5 separate regions of the Mus musculus genome follow, and all the other regions are linked to region 1. A link is a contact called in public HiChIP or PLAC-seq and promoter capture Hi-C data. All regions are on one chromosome and are shown on one strand. Each heading gives the region's core, a stretch centred on a gene start, on an enhancer-like site or on the middle of the called end of the contact. The rest is flanking DNA. Distances are from core to core; before and after follow the strand shown. Region 1 holds the start of Armc9 (armadillo repeat containing 9). Region 2 holds the start of Nmur1 (neuromedin U receptor 1). Region 3 holds the start of Gpr55 (G protein-coupled receptor 55). Region 4 holds the start of B3gnt7 (UDP-GlcNAc:betaGal beta-1,3-N-acetylglucosaminyltransferase 7). Region 5 holds the start of Spata3 (spermatogenesis associated 3).

Region 1 (3,796 bases), core at 461-2,960:
CCACCAGATATGCTGGCAATCGCAAGGGAAGGGTGTCATGCACACATGCCTGTGACCCCCACACATGGAGGTGTTTCTGGGAACCCACAGATGGAAGCAGACTCCTTAGGCCCATCTCTCTAGGCCCTTGGTAGCTCTCCACTCATCTGACTTGAACCACACTGCCAAGCGGAAACTCCCTGATGCCCACAATATACCTGCCCTCAGGGACCTGCATAACCACAGTCCTGTCTGATTTGATGCTCTTGCTGCAAACATCTACATCTTGTTAGGTCTCTGCTTAAAGGTACCCACCCAGAGAGACTTGGGAAAACACCTCTTCTGGCCCATTACTCTCCAGTCGTCTGTGCTGTGGATTCCCAGAGGAACTCCCCACTGGTTGACTTCAATGTCCTCTCACTGATGCTCCTGCATCAGAATCCCCTTCATAACTCAAGGCAAGCATTGTGTGTGGCGTTAAGCCCCAAGATGCCTGTTAGACAGCCTGGTTCAGACAGGCCTGGAGCTGGATGGAAAGGGATTCAGGGAATCCCAGGTCACCATCTCATTAGAAACAGAGTAATGGTTTGAAGAAAGGGGACGGTAGGAACCACACTGACTAAGGCAACGTGTCAGGGTACCAGGAATTCTGAGTTCATGGAGGCTATAAGGATGTACATAAGATGACAGCCAGTTAGTTAGCAGCACTCCTCCATGGCCTTAGCATCCATATCGGCTCACACAACCGGGATCCTGTCCTGCCTCACTTCCTTTGATGAACAAAGATGTGGAATCTTAAGCAAAATAAACCCTTTCTTCCCCTATGCTGTTCCTGGTCATACTACTTCATCACAGCAAGAGAAACCCTAACTAGCACAGTTTCCCATCTCATGGGCAAACTCACAGTCTCTCCAGAGCTAGGATTAAATCTATGCTGATATTTCAGGAGAATGTGCAGGAGTTGGGCCTCTCCTTCCGAAGTGTGGTTCCTGGCGTTCCAAGTCATCAGGCTTGGTCAGCAAGTGTATATCTCTTGTGAGTTCAAAGCAACCCTTGAACCCTCTGTGTTGGATGGATGTCCTGTCTCCTTAGCTCAGTTAACTTAGACCAAACAACCTCTGGGCTAAGGATCTACCTTGTGAAGAAAGAAGTAAACTGTTTGTAGTGTTTTGCATGCGGTGACGATGCCATCTCTCCATCAGCGAGAGATTCAGGCCTACAGCTGGCTGGATAAGGAGAAGATGAATTTGTCCTGCAAATAACATGCTTCCACTTAGATTCAGTGAAGTCTGAGAGTGTCCTGGGCGCTGGGAAGGAAGACTACTAATAAACTATGGGGGCGGGGGAGAAAGAGAGAGAGAAAGAGAGAGAGAGAGAGAGAGAGAGAGAGAGAGAGAGAGAGAGAGAGAGAGAGAGAGAGAGAGAGCGCTAAATGCCCCAGGCCACGAGATCCTGCTGCAGATGCTCAGCGAGAAGGCCCGGGGCCACTCCAAGTCCACCCCACCGCAGCGCAGCGGAGTCGGGGGCTCCTGGGGGGAAGCAATGGGATGCTCAAGCGGCCGCCTCGGGCCCTGGCCAGGAAGGAACCGGGTCCGACAAGGCGAGCCCTCCATGCAATGATCCCAGGGCTGTGTCAAGGGTGCAGTCGCAAGGAGGGCCGCGCTTACCTGCTGCAGGGCTCTGCGCTCACTCCTCCAGACCGCCAGCTCGCCGGCCGTCACCCGGGCAACCGCTACCGCTAGCCGAAGTCACGTGAGGCGACTCGGCCAATCTTGCTGGGCGAAGACGACGTGGAGCATCCTGGGAGGGAGAGTGGGAGGTACCATACGTGGTGAGTACCGGAAGTGAGGCCGTACAGGCGTGTGGCGTGCGGGTGACTTTAGTCTAGACTGCAGACGAACGATAACTCAGATCTGCCTATGTAAGATCCGAGCACCACACTTTCACCTACGACAGAGTCTTCCGGGAAGTATTAGAGACACTTTTGTCTTTCCCGTATGAATTTAGGTTTGTAAAACAAAACAGATTCGGAGGCCAGCGAGATGGCTTAGAGCTAAAGGCGCTTTCCTCCAAGCCGGACGAAGGGAGTTTGATTCCAGGGCCTATTTATTTAGTAAAGGAGCGTGCATTAAATACTACTCAGAATTCTGGCCAGCCCACTGCCCTGCGTGTATTCAGAGCTACTACTCTTTAATCTCTGGTCCAAAGTCAGTGCTTAAGGCCAGAGAAAACCCTTCCCTTCCCCTCGGAGTGCTGAGGCTTTGTGGTAGAAGTCTCTATAGTACCACTTTCCAGGCCTTCAAAACGTGGGAGCTGCGCGGGGCGTGGTGGCGCACACCTTTAATCCCAGCACTTGGGAGGCAGAGGCAGGCGGATTTCTGAGTTCAAGGCCAGCCTGGTCTACAGAGTGAGTTCCAGGACAGCCAGGGCTATACAGAAAAAAAGAGGTGGGAGCCTCCCAAGGCTGTCCAGAGGACTTGAGAAGGGAGGTGCCCTCGCCTTTGAAGAAGGAGGAGGAGGAAGAGGAAAAAGGAGGAGGAGGAGGAAGAAAGAAGAAGCAGCTGCTCTAGGATGGGCAGAGGCCCTGTCTCCTGAGCTCTCTGCTCTGTCAATGCTCTTTGAGTTAGGATGTCTTCTAACTAAGGCTATATTTAGGAAGAGAGTACTATGTCCTATGTCCTGTCCAGGTAATATAGCTTGAAAATAATTTCCCCTAGAAGTATTCTCAGTTAACTGTGTGCCAAGTGTTATCAGATGAAATATAGAACAGCCAATTTTATTTACATTTCGGATAATTTTTATTTGCTGAATACGCCATATTTGTGCCCAGCATCATTCTAAGTGAGTCACATAGGTGCTCTGATTGATTCCTGTGTCTCCAGGATGAATAACAGGCGGGCTCTGTGTTTTATAGGTGAACACTGTTGTGCTTTTCCAGAATTCTGTGCACCTGCAAAACTGCTGCAGTCAACACCCTTGTTTCCCCAAATAACTCATCTTTTGTGTTCTGGGAAGGACCCATAAAACTGTCCACTCTTCCTCATGAATCCCATGCAACTCAATTCCCAGCTAGCAGCTGGTCCTCTTGTTTACCCATGGCAACACCCATTCTGTGTCTCCTAGTTGATTAGTAAAATTTAGAAACAAAACTCACTCCCTGAAACCAGTCAGGAATAAACATTTCTGGGTCTTCTACTTGAGGGTTAAAGCATCCCAACCAAAAATCATCCCACCCTTCCTCTAAGCAGGTCTTAGATGGAGCCATGACTCTCCCTATTGCAATCACTTGGGGTGGCGGCGGGAGTGTGGGGTGTGTGTGTGTGTGTGTGTGTGTGTGTGTGTGTGATCTTCTTAACTGTCCAGGTTGTGTCTTTGACAGAATGGACTACATGATGTAGAGCCCTCTGGGGCTAAAGAGATAGCTTGTTAAGAGCACTTCCGGAGGACAAGGGTTCGATTTCCAGCACCTACATCGAAGCTTACAACCATCTGCACTTAAAGTTTCAGGATATCTGATACCTTCTTCTGGCCTCCAAGGGTACTGCATGCACTAGGTATGAAAACAGACATGCAAGCCAAATGAACATACTAGTATATAAATAAAATAAAATTTAGGGATAGAGAGATGACTCAGTTGTTAAAAGCTTCCAGAGGACCCAGATTCCATTCTCATAACTTTCTGATGGCTCACTGTCACTCCAGTTTCTGGGAAGCTGATGCCCTCTTCTGGGCACCACAAGCACTGCACAAGCATGGTACACAAACAGACAAGGACACACAAAGATAAATGAATGTAAATATTTTGTTGGTTGGTTGG
Region 2 (3,796 bases), core at 581-3,080, 230 kb before region 1:
CGGGGAAAGAATCGGTGTGGGAGGAGGTGCTGAAAAGAGAGAGGGCGATTTCCTTGGAGGAGACTAGTGCTTGGACCCCGGGGCTGGAAACCCCTTATGAGACTGTGTGTATTGGGGGGATTGCTATCCTGTGAGTGTACAAGTGGAGTCACGGGGATGAGACTCTGTAGGCTGCTGACTTTCAGGGGCTTAAGGGGTGCGTAAGAAGGTTGTCTGAAAATGTGGGTCAGAAAGAATTGCAGGACACGGAACAAGTCCTGCTCAGTCGGCGTGCTGCAGGTGGGGACAGCATTTTAGACCCAAGTCTCACGGACTTCCTCTCTCTGGCTCTTTTTTTCTTTTCTTCTCACCTGTAAAATGGGATTGTTGTCTAGAAAAAGAAGACACTCTCAGCTCCGGGTGATTCCAACAGCTAGCTAGTATGGTTTGGATGCAGGTAGAGTCCTTTGGGAGTGGTCCTAAGTACTCCAAGCTCCGGGGTCAGCGTTGCCCTCTAGTGGCGATTTTGTGAACAACAGGCGAAGCAACCAGGAAGGCGGGGAGGGCAGCCTCTGTCAGGTCGCCTTCAGCTCAGCATCTATCTGTCAGTGGGAGCCAGGGCGCACAGGACCTCCTGGGCAGAAGGCATGGTAGGTGAGCGGGATACGGGCCCTGACAGGAGCGGCTCTCAGAGTGAGATGGGTGGAAAAACTCTGTGAGACATTTGGGGGTTGTGGGAGAGACCTCTCAGTTAGTCAGTTTATTTCTGTCATTTTTCTGATGACTGTCGTCTCAGCGCTGCTCTCTTGAACCTGGGCTGTCACCTGCCCATCCCCAGCTCCTCTCCGTGAGAGTTCCGAGAGTGAGAACTCCAGGTCTAGTAGGTGCAAAGAATATAAAATATTTAGACTGGGAGTGATTCAGGTGACAGAAAACAGAATCAAATTTGGGTCAAAGTACAGTTTTTTAGCTTTTTCACTCCTTCACTTAACCCCTACGGTGGCTTTCTCTTCACACCAAGGTCACACACAGCGTTCTGTATGTCAGGTCTGCCATGTGTCGATGCTTTTTGTGGATTAAATACCGGGATCTTGCACCTGGAGTTGGGGAGGTCAGGTCTGCCCTGGCAGTTGCTTTAGGAGCCCCGGCTCTTTAAAGACCAAGCAATACTGCAGTTGCACCCACTTTTCTGAGGTCCACATCAAGTGGCTCTCCTGAAGTCTGTCTTAAAAGGGAGACAGCCAAAGGAGATAGCCAAGCGTTCTTGGAAAAACCTGGCATTTCTTCAAAGATTCCAGTAGATTGTAAAGGGCCAATCTTATCATTTAAAAAGTATTTCATTTGTGTGTGTGTGTGTACTTGTGCATATATACTGTTTGCATGTATGTGTGTAGAGGATAGAGGATAACTCTTTGTTGTTGTTGTTGTTGATTGGTTTTTTGTTGTTTGTTTTTGTTTGTTTTTTAGACAGTGTCTCTCTCTGTAGTTCTAACTGTCCTGGAACTTGCTCTGTAGCCCAGGCTAGCCTCAAACTCACATGAGACCTGCCTGCCTCAGCTTCCTTCGCGTTGGGATTAAAGCTGCGCACTACCACTGCCCGGCCAATTTTATTATTTTCAAGGTTTGCACTCCGGATACTCTGTAGTTGAAATGCACTTTAGTGGGTGGCAGATGCTTTCTTTCCCAGTGGCATGTGACTAATCAGTCCTCTACAGTGTGATAACTTAGGACAGAGCTGGGATTACCTAAATGACTTCTGGGTATCTCCCCCTTCTATCCTACAGACTCCTCCCTGCCTCAATTGTTCCATCTTTCCTGGAGCGCTCTCCCCAAATGCTTCAAGGAGCCCCCTGGTCTGCAATATCAGTGAGTTCAAGTGGCCCTATCAACCTGAGGATCTGAACCTTACCGATGAGGCCCTGAGGCTGAAGTATTTGGGGCCACAGCAGATGAAACAGTTTGTCCCCATCTGTGTCACGTACCTGCTGATCTTCGTGGTGGGCACTCTGGGCAACGGGCTGACCTGCACCGTCATCCTGCGCAACAAGACTATGCGCACGCCCACCAACTTCTACCTCTTCAGCCTCGCTGTGTCCGATATGCTGGTGCTCCTGGTGGGCTTGCCTCTGGAGCTTTATGAGATGCAGCAAAATTACCCGTTCCAGCTGGGTGCGAGTGCCTGCTACTTCCGAATACTGCTCTTAGAGACCGTCTGCCTAGCTTCAGTGCTCAATGTCACAGCCCTGAGTGTGGAGCGTTATGTGGCCGTGGTGCGCCCACTCCAAGCCAAGTCTGTGATGACACGGGCCCATGTGCGCCGCATGGTGGGGGCCATCTGGGTCCTCGCTACTCTCTTCTCTCTGCCCAACACCAGCCTGCATGGCCTCAGTCAACTAACTGTGCCCTGCCGGGGGCCGGTGCCCGACTCAGCTATATGTTCGCTGGTGGGTCCCATGGACTTCTACAAGTTGGTGGTACTGACTACCGCACTGCTCTTCTTCTGTCTGCCCATGGTCACCATCAGTGTGCTGTATCTGCTCATTGGGCTGCGGCTGCGGAGGGAGAGGATGTTGCTCCAAGTGGAGGTCAAGGGCAGGAAAACCGCAGCAACCCAGGAGACCTCCCACAGAAGGATTCAGCTGCAAGATAGGGGACGGAGACAGGTGACCAAGATGCTGTGTAAGTCATTGTTGAGGAGAAAGCTGAGCTTCCTCCAGTCTGGGGAAGGAATTGAGCTTCCAGGGTATTGTTTGCTTGCTTGCTTGCTTGTTGTTGTTATTGTTTTGAGAAAGGGTTTCAGGGCTGGTGAGATGGCTCAGCAGGTAAGAGCACTGACCACTCTCCTGGAGGTCATGAGTTCAAATCCCAGCAACCACATGGTGACTCACAACCATCCGTAATGAGAAACTAATAATAATAATAATAATAATAATAATAATAATAATAATAATAATAATAAAACAAAAAAAACCTATGGGCCAGACTTAGCAGGGACCAGAGCAAGTGGGGCTTGGGGTGGAGGGAGCGAGGCCAGAGAAAGACAGAAAAGGGAAGAGGGAAAAAAAGAGAGAAGGAGTTTCTTTGTGTAGCTCTGGCTGTTCTAGAACTTGCTGTGTAGACCAGAGATTCACCTGCCTCTACCTCCAAAGTACTGGGATTAAAGGTGTGCACCACCACTACCTGGCTCTCCTGTCTGCTTTTCTAGGACCGGAAGATAGTGAGCTGTAGATGCAAACTCTAAGCATGATGAAGATCAAATCTCTTCTCTGTCCTTGCAGTTGCACTGGTTGTGGTATTCGGCATCTGCTGGGCTCCATTCCATGCTGACCGTATCATGTGGAGCCTGGTGTATGGACACTCAACGGAAGGCCTGCACCTGGCCTACCAGTGTGTCCACATTGCCTCTGGCATCTTCTTCTATCTCGGCTCAGCAGCCAACCCGGTGCTCTACAGCCTCATGTCTACTCGCTTCCGAGAGACCTTCCTGCAAGCCCTGGGCCTTGGAACCCAGTGCTGTCATCGCCGCCAACCCTATCATGGCTCCCATAACCACATCAGGTTGACCACAGGCAGCACCCTGTGTGACGTGGGCCACAGGAACAGCAGGGACGAACCTCTGGCTGTGAATGAGGATCCAGGGTGTCAGCAAGAGACAGACCCCTCCTGAATAAAATTTGGAAGGAGCCTTACCCACAAGGCCAGAGGGCCTCAGAAAGTCTGGGGAGCTACAAAAGTGGTTTCTGCCCTGCCCACATATTTGAGTATTGAGGGAAACAGTAAGAAAAAGAGAATTGAACCCCAATTGCCCCCATTGAAG
Region 3 (3,796 bases), core at 604-3,103, 190 kb after region 1:
TGAGATGATCCAAACCCCAGCCCTGCATCTCTTGCATGGATGATGCACATCTAAGGATCTTGTCACCTGAGCTCTCTGCCTCAGGTTCCTTCACTATAAATGAAGCCACTTGTAAGTGTTCCTGTCCTAGATGGTGTGGAGAATTAACTGACTTCCACACCCCCCAAAGTCACAGCCTATTGGCTAATCCCTAGGACATATAAAGTGGTGGGGGAAATGTCACCCTCAATGACATCTCCTTAAGCAGTCAAGGTAACTTAGTAATGCTAAGATTAAAGATGAAGATTAAATAATTAGAGTAGTGTGTGATTGGGAAGATACTTGATGACATCAGAGAGAGCAGAAGTGGGCACATCTGGGATGGGAAGCAAGTACTAGCATACTGAACCCACATTAGAGGCAGAGAACCTTCCCCATAACCCTGGCCGTCCAGTTCTTGGTATTGGAGAAGAATTTCTACTCTCCACCTCAAGATTTAAAAAAGCCAAGATTGTGTTAAAGATAGCCAAGAAGGAAGTGAATAATTGAGTTCCTATATCCTTGGAGGGTTTGCTAGCATTGTGTGGGGGGACACTTGGTCCCCAGATGGTGGCACTATTTTTGGATGTGGAGCTTAGGTAGAGGAAGTGGCGTCCTGTGATGACGTGCCTTTGAAGGTTGTATGGCAGCCTGGGTCACTTCCTCTCTCTGCCTTCTGTCCACGGTGAGGTGAAAAGCTTATGCCAGGCAGTCCCACTGTCATGATATTTATTCTGTCTCATGGTCCAGAAACATAGAGACAAGTGCTTTTGGACTGGGCCATCTGAGGGTGAGCCCAAGTCAATCTTCTTTTCACCAAAGATGCTTCTTGGTATTTGCTTACAGTAAAGCTAACTAAGACTGAAGATATTCTCATTGTTAAAAAGCCCAGGAAATAAAACCTTTGTGAGAGCAAAAATATAAGATATTGTAGCAGAATCAGTGATTACCATGCAACAGAGCCAAGGGAAAAATGTCCATGCATAGAGGAGGGGTAGGAAGGGATGGAGGGAGAAGGCTCACAGTGACCAAAGATAGAAACTTAGCACTGAAGCATGGAGGAGCATGGCTCTGAAGAGCGTGTGGAAAGAGGACAAGGTCTGCTCTAGGCACCAGAAACATAAAGAGAAATCTATCTTTTGAAGGGGCTCACTAGCCTCCCCATCCTCCATGTCCATAAGAAATAAACAAGAATGACTAGGCTAGCTGGGCATGGTGACACATGCCCTTAATCCCAGCCCTTGGGAAGCTGAGACAGATAGATCTCTGTGAGTTCAATGTCAGGCTGGTCTAAAGAGCCAGTTCCAGGTCAGCCAGGGCTATACAGAGACTCTGTATTAAAAATAGATAGATAGATAGATAGATAGATAGATAGATAGATAGATAGATAGATGATAGATAGATAGATAGATAGATAGATAGATAGATAGATAGATAGATGAAAGAAAAACTACAATTAAATTTCCTTTAAAAATGAGTTGGTGGCTGTGTCTTTGGGCAATGTTAAGGGGATCAGGGATGGCATCAGAGATGAGAAAATGTGCTGGATTTAGACAGAGGCGGAGTCACTGGTTCAGTCCAGGATTCTTCTCTTCCACTTCAAGTCAGACCTCCCTCAGCTCCAGTAGAAACCGAAGAAGATGAAGCCAGTGGTGTTAATGCAGGAGCCTGAATGCAGGAGGCCACCACAGTGACACAAGAGCAGGCAGGTCTCACACAGATGTCTAGAACTTCCTCCTTCTTTGAGCTCTCAGTCAACTTTCCAGGAAGGGAGAGGAGAGGCGGGGCATTCTAAGCGGCTGCTGTCCCTGCCTTGACATGAACTATCCAACACTTTGCTCTCTGTAAGCCGCTCATGTGACTGCTCTCAAGGTGGCCAGGCATCTTCAGTCTCCGTTGGTGGAGAATGTGGTCCACCTAGAGGGCAGGAAAGGGGACTTCTCTTGGAGACTTCAAGGCTGGGACTCATTGGTACTCCTAAGCTGTCTGACCACTCATGGGAACCATCTGGGCTTGGGGACAGAAGTGTGACCAAATCTGGGATTTGGAGCAGAGGTGAGACGTGTAGCTACTGTGTGGATGTAAAGGGTCCTTCCCCCACCTTCTCCCCTTGCTTCTCCTTCCCTAGTTTATCCTGCCTTCCCTTTGCTGCTGAGCTCCCTCCTAGGGCAGGTACCCTGCTACTCAGGATGATGCTGTTATCAATCCCAGCCTTTTCCCTCCCTCAGACACAAGCTCTAAAGGAGACAATGGCAGACTGACATATATCCATGGGGAGGAAGAGTCTGAATCTTTAGCTGAGTTGCTGGGTGTTGTTTATCTGTCCTCTCACTCCATCTGGTTTTGAGAAAGTTTCTACTGTCCGTCTTGGACAGACAGTAGACAAGCTGCAGAACAGGGAACCAGCAAGCACTTATTGATCAAATGAACTTCTGACCCCAGGTTATCGATGAGGAAGTTGACTAGGAGGAATTACAGAGACTTGTCAAAGGGGTGGGGCCACTCTCTCTGTTTGCTGGGCTTTCTTAGGAATCAGGGTGCCACTGGTGACCCTATGACTTTCTCTCAGTCACCCCATTCCCACTTCCTGTCCCAATTCCTTCTCAGCATGGCTGTTTCTCTTTCTCCGACCTTCCTTCTGCCCCTGTATCCAGCCCCCACGCTGCCCCATCCACTGAGTTGATCTGGGTTTAGAGATGAGGTAAAGGAACATCCAAGGTTTCCTTTTTATTGGTCAGCTTCCAATATGATGTTCCTGTTCAGTGTGTTTGTTCAAGGTGACCTTTGAGCAGCTCCTACTCCTGGCTGACTGGCTTTGAGCCTCTGCTCTTGTTGCTTGCAATCCTTAGACTTCAGCTACACAGAGGCAACCCACCCCTGTCTTCAGAGACAGTCCCCACTCCTGTCCCCAGAGACACCTCTATGTTTGGTCTTTCTGAATGTCAAGCAACCCTTGTGTGTGAGAAGACCTCTTAAGCTATTCTTTGTACCTCTGGCCTCTCTCTGCTCCCTGCCTCCCTGCCTGGCCCCGCTTAGGGTTAGCCTCTAAGCCTACACCCCTTAGGTTAATCCTTACCCCTTAGGTGAAACCCCTGCTGGGGCAAGTCTATCCCTCTGAATAGGTGCTGGGCCTTGATGGCTGAAGGGGTGAATGGAGTAGTGTCAGGAGAGGATGTGGTAGTGGAGAAACTCTTAGGTAAGCAGTCAGAAGAGCTTGCTTTGCGCCCGAGAAGGAACTGCTTCCTGGAGCTCTCTTGATGCCTGGTGCACTTGATGAAGTTGGAGGTATGTGCTCCAGTATCATCTCTTTAGAACCCCTTTGAAAGGAGGCAGGGAGCCAGCCCAGCTGTCAAAGCTTCTAGCTTGCTCTTAAGGAAGAGAGGGTAGGACGGATCAAGGCAGTGATCCCAGGCTTAGGAAACTCCCAAGAAACTTTTTTATTTATGCTTTTTCTGGTTTCAAAGGGAGCTAGAGAGAGAGGGCTCTGAACCATGGGCAGGTCTTTGCCTGCCTGCTACAGAGATAGATATTCTATCTTTCCAGGTTTTAGAGAGCACTTGGGGGAGGTGGGACAGTGATTGTTTACATAGCTTTACGAAATGTCTTCCTGTGTGTTTTTGACTCATGACCAAGCATTTTAAGCATTTAAAGAGCAAGCAACAGCAAGGCATATTCTTGAGAAACAATATATGAAGGAGGACGGTACACACCCATAATCCCATCTGTATGGTGAACCTGAGAGCAGCCTGGGGTACCTGAGAGCTTGCTCCCCAACCTG
Region 4 (3,796 bases), core at 516-3,015, 150 kb before region 1:
GGGCCCATAGATGGGCCAGTGGACTCTACTTCCTGGAAGGTCAGAGGAACCTGCTGCTTTTCTCATGCTAACTGCCCAACTCAAGAAGCACTGTGTATTCAGCTACTGGGGTCCCAAACCCAACAACAATTTTGGGAAGGGGGCCATTTAACCCCTTAAGTTCCCCCAAAATGGGACAGAACACAGGATAAAGTACCAGGCATGAACCCAGTGAAATGCTGTCATTTTGCCAGGAAAAGAGACCACTGTCCATCCCCTGAGCTCTGGTTTTTATTTTTAGTTCACATACATATGTGGACAGCAGTATCACTTTGAACCAGTCACTCTAAGGGAAAAAGACAGTATCCTTGTTGCAGCTTTTGGGGAGTCTCCTTGTGGGCTGCAGTGGGGAGTGGGTTAGCAGCCCCCACTGACTCAACAGAAGCGAGCCTTTCTTGCTCTAATTGGGAAGTCTCGAAGGGAAGTGGACAGATCCCATCACGACTCCTTATCCTTACCTTTATATTCTACACAAAGCAATGAGGTGCCTAGCCCTTCAGTCCTGGGGACGAAAACCCACTTTCCGGGGCCCCTACCTGGTCAAGTAAGCCCAGCACACCCTTTTCAGAGGCAGAAATCCTAGCTCTTCTCAGGAATGATCCTGCCTGTGCCCCCTTCCCCAAGAACCTTCCCTCCTTAGCTCACACTGGGAGACTCATGACTTTCCAGGACTGGGCCAGCAGAGAGATGGTTCTCACCTCCAAGTCTGGGAGGTACAAGAGCCAGGGGCCCACGAAGCACGTAGTAGATAACGCCAGGTTTTAAGCCTGCGGAGGCGCAGGGTGAGTGAATGTTAAGTCCTCCTACCCACATTCATCGAGCTTTCCTCAAGAGCCCCATGACTTCCTGGTTACCAGGTTGGATGGAGAAAGACAGAAATGACTGGAGGCGCGCTGCTGGGAATGGAAGTAAGAGAATTCTGAACCCAGTACTCCAGTCCTCAGGGTTCTAAAGAAGCTCCACGTCGTAGCTCCGGAGTCCGGGTAAGAACCAGCCTCAGGGCCCTGGCTCGCACATACCAATCCACTCCATTAGTAAGAGCAAAGCCGGGGAAGGAGAAGGGTCGAGGCGGTCCGGAGAAGAGGCCACAGGAGGGAAGAGGGACCGGAGGGGTCGGGTGTGTGTGTGTCTGCTAGTGAAACCCCAAGGCTAGAGAGACGTTGCATACAGGCTGCCGGAGTCGTGGCCGCAGAGCCAAGCGTGCGCCTCGCATCTCCCACATCCCATCTGCCGCTCCGGCGGCGCGCCCTGCTCCGCATCTCCCGCCACCCTCGCTGCCCGGGGAAACTGGGGTCGGCCTCAGGACACCTAGCGTGCATCCCTTGCAGTCTGCGGCCCCGGGAGGAGGTGAAGCTCGGAGGTACTCTGCGCCCCACCGGGACCCCGACTCACCACAGAGACATGGCGGCCCGGTCCAGGGCAGCTGAGCGGGGCGCACGGATCACAGCTCTGAGCGCCGCGGCTGGGGACAGCGGGACGAGGCCGAGCCGCACCCCCGCTGAGACTTTCTTTTTTTCCCTGCGGCTGGAGGAGGGGCCTCAGGGGCGGTGGCCCAGGTAGGTTAACCCTTTGTGCCCCGGCTCACTGTGGGGACAGCAACTCCGTTCAGCCCTGGCCACCTCAGAGGCACGCCCCACGGGAACGCGAAGGGAAGAGCCAGAATCTCAGAGACCTTGAAGATCGCCAACATCCTGAGGCGGCGACTTCCCCGCTGCTGGGCCTTCACGGGGTCGCCCGCCTCGCCTCCTTCGGGACACGTGGGGACGTCGGACACCGCCCACCTCCACGCCCACCCGGCGCCTAGCGGCCTGGTTGCTTCCTTCTGGAGTAGCCCTGGGTGTGTAGAGTGGAGGGAGGTGGATAAAGGCTGTTTCCCTAAAGTTACCTTATCTCTGCCCTGTCTACTTTTCTTCTTCCCGGGCTCGCTTAGGCCTGGGCGGCGATCTCAAGAGAAGATGATGCTGGGTTGCCTGTGTTAGACCCCCAGCCAGCTCAGGTCAATCCAGCTCTGGGTTTCCCACTCTTTCTGCATTACCACCCCCCAGTGAGAAGGCTTATTATCCTCTGCAAAAAGTCCATTCTTTTGCTAGCGTGTTCGCATGTGCTTTTAATCCCAGTTGGTGGATTTCTGCGAGTTTAAGGCCAGCCTGGTCTACATGGTGAGTTCCCGGCCAGCAAGGTCTCCCTAATGAGACTCTTGTCTCAAAACAAACAAAAACCTCCTTCTTGTATTGCCAACAAATCCTTCACTTAACCGCACCCCCACTTTTTTTTTTTTTTTGTCTCCAGGTTTTTATTATTCTGCGGTGTGAGCACCATTTTCTCTTGGGAGTGGGCTACACACCACAATCACAGTACAGGGAGGGAGGGGACACCTTGATGCCTCCTCTGGGTGACTTGGGAACATTTCTGGTAGATAAGGCTGCTTACTGGTCCTTCTGTCATCCAGATGTCTGGGGGTCTGGGGTCGCTTCAGAAATACCCACAGGACTTTTTACATTCCAGCACTTCCTATCTGTCAAGCCTGGTTCTAGGTCCCCGGCATCAGTGGCTCACTTGGTTCTGGAGACGTGTGCTATGGTTTGTTCCTATCTTACCAGGAGTTAGAGTCAGGGACACACACCCTTAGATGAAGTCACAACCTTACTATTCAAACCCAGGAGGTCTGCCTGGCTCAGGAGGTGGTCCCTGAGTCCCGGCTCAGGCATTTCTATCAGATAGTAGGACTGGGGAACTCAATACCTTTCTGCAATGCTGTTCCTCTCCCAGGGAATACAGGGAGACAGAAAGTCCCAGGGAGTCCTAAGGGTGAAGATTACTTTTGTCCTTCCCTTAGCGATCCTTAGGCTCGGGTGTGTGCTTAAACAAATAGTGGAATTTTCTGGAATTTGTAAGCTCCAGTCGGAAATGATGAAGGGCCTTCAGATGAAAAATTCAGAGGAGAATCCTGGGACAATGCCCCTTTTAAGTCCTCAAGAAGCCCTGGCCTGAAGTGTAAGTCTCACAGGCCTGGCTGCCTGCCCCTAGGAGTCACTGCAGTCCCACTAGTCCCAGGTCACACCGGTCCTCAGTCTTCAGTCCTGGTTGTCTTAGCTTGGTACTGGCTACCTATCCCTGTCTCTGCTATTTCACCCAGGATATTGTGGTTTGTTTTGAATCAGGGTCTTGGCATGCAGTTCAGGCTGGCCTTGAACTCCAGATCACTTTGCCTTAGCCTTCTGAACGATGGGGGTTATAAATGTGCCAACACAGCTGGCACACCCAGGCTTTGGGCGTCTCTCTTTTTGCCCTGTAAGTGTGACTTTGGGGAAGAGCAGGTGCTCTGTCTCAGCTCTCCACAAGGTGCCTTGGGGGAGACCAGCCCTCTTGGCCTCTGATTCACCCTTCATCCCAGTGTGGCATTTCTCCAGGTGTAGGTGAAGGTGGACACAGGTGTTTCTGGTAAGGGCTGAGTGCCAGAGGGTTGGGGGTTGGGCCAGTTTTCCCCACTTCCTGGCTGCTGCTGGGGGGCAGCTGGCTTATCCTCTTGAGACCTCAATTTCCTGCCAATGCAGAGTTATGTGAGATGACAGAGGAAGCAGACACACCAGTGTCCCCTACACGCTGAGCCTTATGACAGGTGGGTGCTTTTGATATTATGATCACTAATATTTGACCTATCCCAGGGGATCCCAAGGGAACAGGGAAGCAGGGGAAGTGGGGAACCGCCCAAGGTCACCTTGGGTTTTTCAGTTGAACTGGTCAGTTTGTCAAAGAT
Region 5 (3,796 bases), core at 905-3,404, 130 kb after region 1:
CTTGCCGTGATACGTGGATACTCTTAAAACCGTGAGCCAACGTGAATAAGTCATCGTTTCAGTAATTTCTCAGATAACTGGGTCACGGTGATGAGAAAGTTAACAAATTCAGTAGGCCATGGACAGTCCCTCCTTTGCCTCTTCAATACCCTATCGTTTTAAAGGTTTAAAGATGTGGTGCTGGAAGGTTTTGCTTTCTACTGACACCAGCTCTGAGGCTATCACCCAGAAATGTCTACATGGTTGAAGCTCATGTTGCACACAGACACCAGTCACAGAGTCACCGTTGTCCTGGCAATTCCTTGGCTTGAGAGCTCTGGTTCTCTCATGGTTTGTGTTCGTTCTCTGCTCAGACTGTTTTAGGATTGCTGTGGCCCAGAGTGTGAGTTGCTCAAGGACATAGAGTACTTTGGTCATGGTTCAAGGAAAGGTCAGAGAAAGATCCCCTCTTCCTCCTCCTCCTTCTCTCTGGAGGACCTGCTGGCCTCTTGGTATTGGAAGGTCAGTTGTGGTCAAGGGTAGGGAATCTGGAATCAGAATAGACTCAAGTTTCCCTTTCAACCATACCAAGGGCTGCTCCAGAGGACAAAGGAATATTTCCTCCCTACAGTATCGTCAGATAAGATGGACGGAAATGGATGAATGAAGTACTAGGCATGGAAGGAACAGTCAATGGTCACTTGTCTATCTTCATTATCCTCAGTGGTCTGGAGCATCCCAGCTTTCCAACTCCACTTGAGTCCCCTTGATACTGTCCAAAGTTTTGTCTCTCATTGGCTATCCAAGAAGATGGAGACTTCTTTTTGACAGCTGGCCAGCCATTTAATATTAGGCAGAGCTAAACTAAATTAAAATGATGGCTACAAAATACTGTTTTTACATTTTTGGTTTGCTTTATACATTGCGCAGACCCTTTTCTAGTATCTTCTGTGGGAAGGGATGACAAGCAGAAATATAGGATGCCTATTTGGAACAGATACTAAGGATTATAACATTATTTGTGGCTTATCTGAAGTTAGGAGTTAGTCAGGAGTCCTATATTTTGATCTAGCCATCCTCTCTGTAGTCCAAGGTCAGATCTCTTAGGGTAACATGGAAAGACAAAACAAAACTCCTATCTTCCATCTGACAAACAGAAACCCCCAATTCTCTCAAAGGCTGTACCATAGTCATCTACCTCCATCACCCTGTACTATCTTCTTTGGAGTGGTCTGGCCTCTCGAATAACCAATAAAAGGTAGCCAGAAGGCATATCACTGCTTCCTTTCTTTTAGTCTATATTTGCTTTTAATTTCTGAATGGATACTAACTGACTCCTAATGAGAGGGTCTCCCCCCATGGAGCCGTAAATGTTAGTATGTATCCATGGCTGTTTGCAGCGAGACCTGAGATGCTACAGAAGGACATAGCCTAGGGATTCTACTCTCTCATAAAAATCATCCTCTTGGCCGGGCGTGGTGGCACATGCCTTTAATCCCAGGACTTGGAAGACAGAGGCAGGCGGATTTCTGAGTTCGAGGCCAGCCTGGTCTACAAAGTGATTTCCAGGGCAGCTAGGGCTACACAGAGAAACCCTGTCTTGAAAAACCTAAGGGGGAAAAAAATCATCCCCTCCACAGCTTATAAACTTAGCCCCGGGCAGCATGCTGACTATACACCACCACCACCAGACTGGAGCCCACCTCTGGTAGCTCTGGGACTCTATCAGCAAGAAGGCTAGAACTGCCTTAAAGCAGGAAGTCCGCCCACCTGCTTTCCTGCTTGGAAGAATTGGTTTAGGTTCCATGGGTACCAGGAACGGAGATGAGGCAGGTTTCTCTGGAGGCGGGAGAGGCTGTGGTGTATGCTGTTGCGGTTTAGGCTCAGGGTTAACTTGGTGTGGTGTGGTGGACTCCTGGCAAGGCTGTGGCTTAGATGGTGGCGAGGCGGGCTCTGGACATGACGGCGGGGTTTCTGAGCTGGGCTGCTGTGAGGAATCGGAGCTAGTCTGCGGTGAAATGGAATTCCTGCGGCGCCTGGAATCAGACTTTTTCTTTTTGACCTTCTTCATGGTGATCCTTCTAGAGTAACACCGTGGAGCTACATGGAGCTGTGAATTTCCTGGCTCCCTCCCTAGGTAGGCAGTCTCCCCTGTGGGTATGTCTCTGATCTTTGACCACAGCAAGGTCCCACAGACAAGAGTCACCCATACCTCCTGTGAGGTCACAAAAGCCAGGCTGGCCCCTGTGGCTAGGGCTCTGGCACCGGTTTCCTCTCCCAGGGCTTCCTGCTTGAACCGGCAGGAGGCAGCAGCTGCCTTGTTCCTCCATGGTCTAATTAAGACAGTCTTTGGGCCTAAGAGAACTGGATCCATGATTATGTGACCAGAGCCTCAGGCACCTTTCGGCTGCACGTTCCAGGGTCCGTGAGAGCTACTTTTTATTCGAAGACATCCTGAATAGGAAGGATTCTCAGCTCCGTTGCTGGTTTCTACGTGTCTATCCCCAAACACAAACATTATGGTTAACATTTAGGGAACTTTCCTGAAGATTTGACTTCCTTTTTTAGCATTTTACCTCCCACAACCCACTGCCTTCTGTCATCTCTGAATATATGTGAACACGAGTGCTTGCTTGTATGAGTGTGTGTGTATGTCTAAACTTTTATAAGAATCCTCGAATTTGGCCAATTCTACCTTAAGCCAGTTCTCAGAAAACGAAAAATTTCTCAAATTCATTTCATTGGTATTACCTCCCAAAACACTGGTTAGGTCAAACAAACTATGAATCTCTTAACAATTTAACTTCCATTTTAGGGTGGAAGAGTGAAAAGTGTTTTGAAAAGATAGCCTGTCACACATCACAATAGAAAAGTGCGTTCCCAGAAAGAACTTCCTCCATGAAGTAGGTAAGCTGCGTGGGTAAAGTACACCTGCCCTACTCAGACACCAGAAGCTGGGGAAGGGGTGAGGATGCAGTAAGGAGGGTGGAGGGAGAGCGAGTGAGCCAGAAAGGTCCTAGACAAGCTACACACAAAGGCTAGACCAGATGTCAACAGTGAAGTGAGAGAATCTATTTTCAGGCTTCTAGAGCCAGCAAAGACTTTGCTGACTATTATTATTATTATTACATTATTGTCATCACTATTATTATTATCCCAAAAAGGATATTGATGTTCAGAGAAATTCAGTTATATAAGTACCTCCCAAACTAAATCCCCATTTCTAGTTGATTGGTGACACACTCAAGATTAAGTTCTAAAGGGTTATTTTTCTTTATGACCCCAGTAGGCAATGGGGAGTCAGATTATACAGACTTTGAAATTAAAGAATTGGAAAAAAATTAAGTTTCTTGCATGAGAAGATTAGAGAAAGATATGGGTTGGGAGTGCAGCTTAGATCAGTATGGCTCAGGCTGTGTCTGGTTGGTTTGGAGCAAGGCGGTTCAGTGGGTAGGTGAATCTACAAGAAGCTGGCAGTTTCTGAGGTCAAAGATCTATGGGCCATTTGAAGGGATGACATTCAGAATCAGGCTGGAACCTTTTCAGTGACTGCTAGACTTTGACTGATGAGCATAACCTGATTGAAATCAGTTTCTCAGTCTCAGTCCTGATTGACACTATGGGCTAGATAATATCTTTTGGAGGAGGCTGTTCTGTGTGTTATAGGAAGCTCTGCAGCCTCTCTGGCTTTGACTGGCCAGCACCCCATCAGTGTAAGGAAAAGAACATCTCCAGATGTGGCTAAATATGCCCAGAGCTTGGAGAAGGTGTTAACATTTTTCCTGGTTGAAAACAACCGGTTTAAACGAATCTGATG

Evidence for each region. Promoter capture Hi-C pulls out the DNA fragments that hold promoters and counts their contacts. HiChIP or PLAC-seq counts read pairs in DNA pulled down with a chosen protein or histone mark. Capture Hi-C pulls out chosen DNA fragments and counts their contacts.
Region 2: a contact with region 1 is called in a promoter capture Hi-C map of adipose tissue. The contact joins the promoter of Nmur1 here to the promoter of Armc9 in region 1. A contact is called at or near these places in 5 of 39 promoter capture datasets (the HPC-7 cell line, HPC-7-derived erythroid cells, embryonic stem cells and 2 more), 1 of 15 datasets of contacts at CTCF or cohesin (large pre-B cells), 1 of 484 Hi-C or Micro-C datasets (bone marrow-derived macrophages), 1 of 115 datasets of contacts at active chromatin or transcription factors (bone marrow-derived macrophages) and 4 of 9 other capture datasets (adipose tissue, embryonic stem cells, liver and 1 more).
Region 3: a promoter capture Hi-C map of the HPC-7 cell line shows a contact between it and region 1. The contact joins the promoter of Gpr55 here to the promoter of Armc9 in region 1. A contact is called at or near these places in 2 of 39 promoter capture datasets (the HPC-7 cell line and cranial neural crest) and 3 of 115 datasets of contacts at active chromatin or transcription factors (T-cell acute lymphoblastic leukemia, effector CD8 T cells and memory CD8 T cells).
Region 4: a promoter capture Hi-C map of liver shows a contact between it and region 1. The contact joins the promoter of B3gnt7 here to the promoter of Armc9 in region 1. A contact is called at or near these places in 7 of 39 promoter capture datasets (embryonic stem cells, hippocampal neurons, liver and 3 more), 2 of 484 Hi-C or Micro-C datasets (bone marrow-derived macrophages and muscle stem cells), 15 of 115 datasets of contacts at active chromatin or transcription factors (the 230-238 cell line, the HPC-7 cell line, bone marrow-derived macrophages and 8 more) and 4 of 9 other capture datasets (adipose tissue, liver, macrophages and 1 more).
Region 5: a contact with region 1 is called in an H3K27ac HiChIP or PLAC-seq map of embryonic stem cells, with 5 read pairs. The contact joins the promoter of Spata3 here to the promoter of Armc9 in region 1. A contact is called at or near these places in 2 of 39 promoter capture datasets (liver and stem cell-derived epiblast-like cells) and 2 of 115 datasets of contacts at active chromatin or transcription factors (embryonic stem cells and pancreatic cancer cells).

Annotation. Positions count from the first base shown.
Region 1 is chr1:86,152,694-86,156,489 of GRCm38.p6, reverse strand. Armc9 (armadillo repeat containing 9) reads right to left here and starts at 1,710. Exons shown (of 25, transcript NM_030184.2): 1 at 1,647-1,710.
Region 2 is chr1:86,386,175-86,389,970 of GRCm38.p6, reverse strand. It overlaps Nmur1 (neuromedin U receptor 1), which reads left to right and starts at 1,830. Exons shown (of 2, transcript NM_010341.1): 1 at 1,830-2,658; 2 at 3,258-3,646. The coding sequence starts at 1,830. The coding sequence ends at 3,646.
Region 3 is chr1:85,959,112-85,962,907 of GRCm38.p6, reverse strand. It overlaps Gpr55 (G protein-coupled receptor 55), which reads left to right and starts at 1,853. Exons shown (of 2, transcript NM_001033290.2): 1 at 1,853-2,073. All of the region lies in intron 1 of Gm41905 (a long non-coding RNA gene), which reads right to left.
Region 4 is chr1:86,301,190-86,304,985 of GRCm38.p6, reverse strand. B3gnt7 (UDP-GlcNAc:betaGal beta-1,3-N-acetylglucosaminyltransferase 7) reads right to left here and starts at 1,765. Exons shown (of 2, transcript NM_145222.2): 1 at 1,432-1,765. The coding sequence starts at 1,442. It overlaps Gm28626 (predicted gene 28626), which reads left to right and starts at 926. Exons shown (of 2, transcript NR_151592.1): 1 at 926-1,022; 2 at 1,368-1,923. Gm16341 (a long non-coding RNA gene) reads left to right here and starts at 3,216. Exons shown (of 3, transcript XR_387210.3): 1 at 3,216-3,658.
Region 5 is chr1:86,020,303-86,024,098 of GRCm38.p6, reverse strand. It overlaps Spata3 (spermatogenesis associated 3), which reads right to left and starts at 2,154. Exons shown (of 4, transcript NM_001122732.2): 1 at 1,750-2,154. The coding sequence starts at 2,050.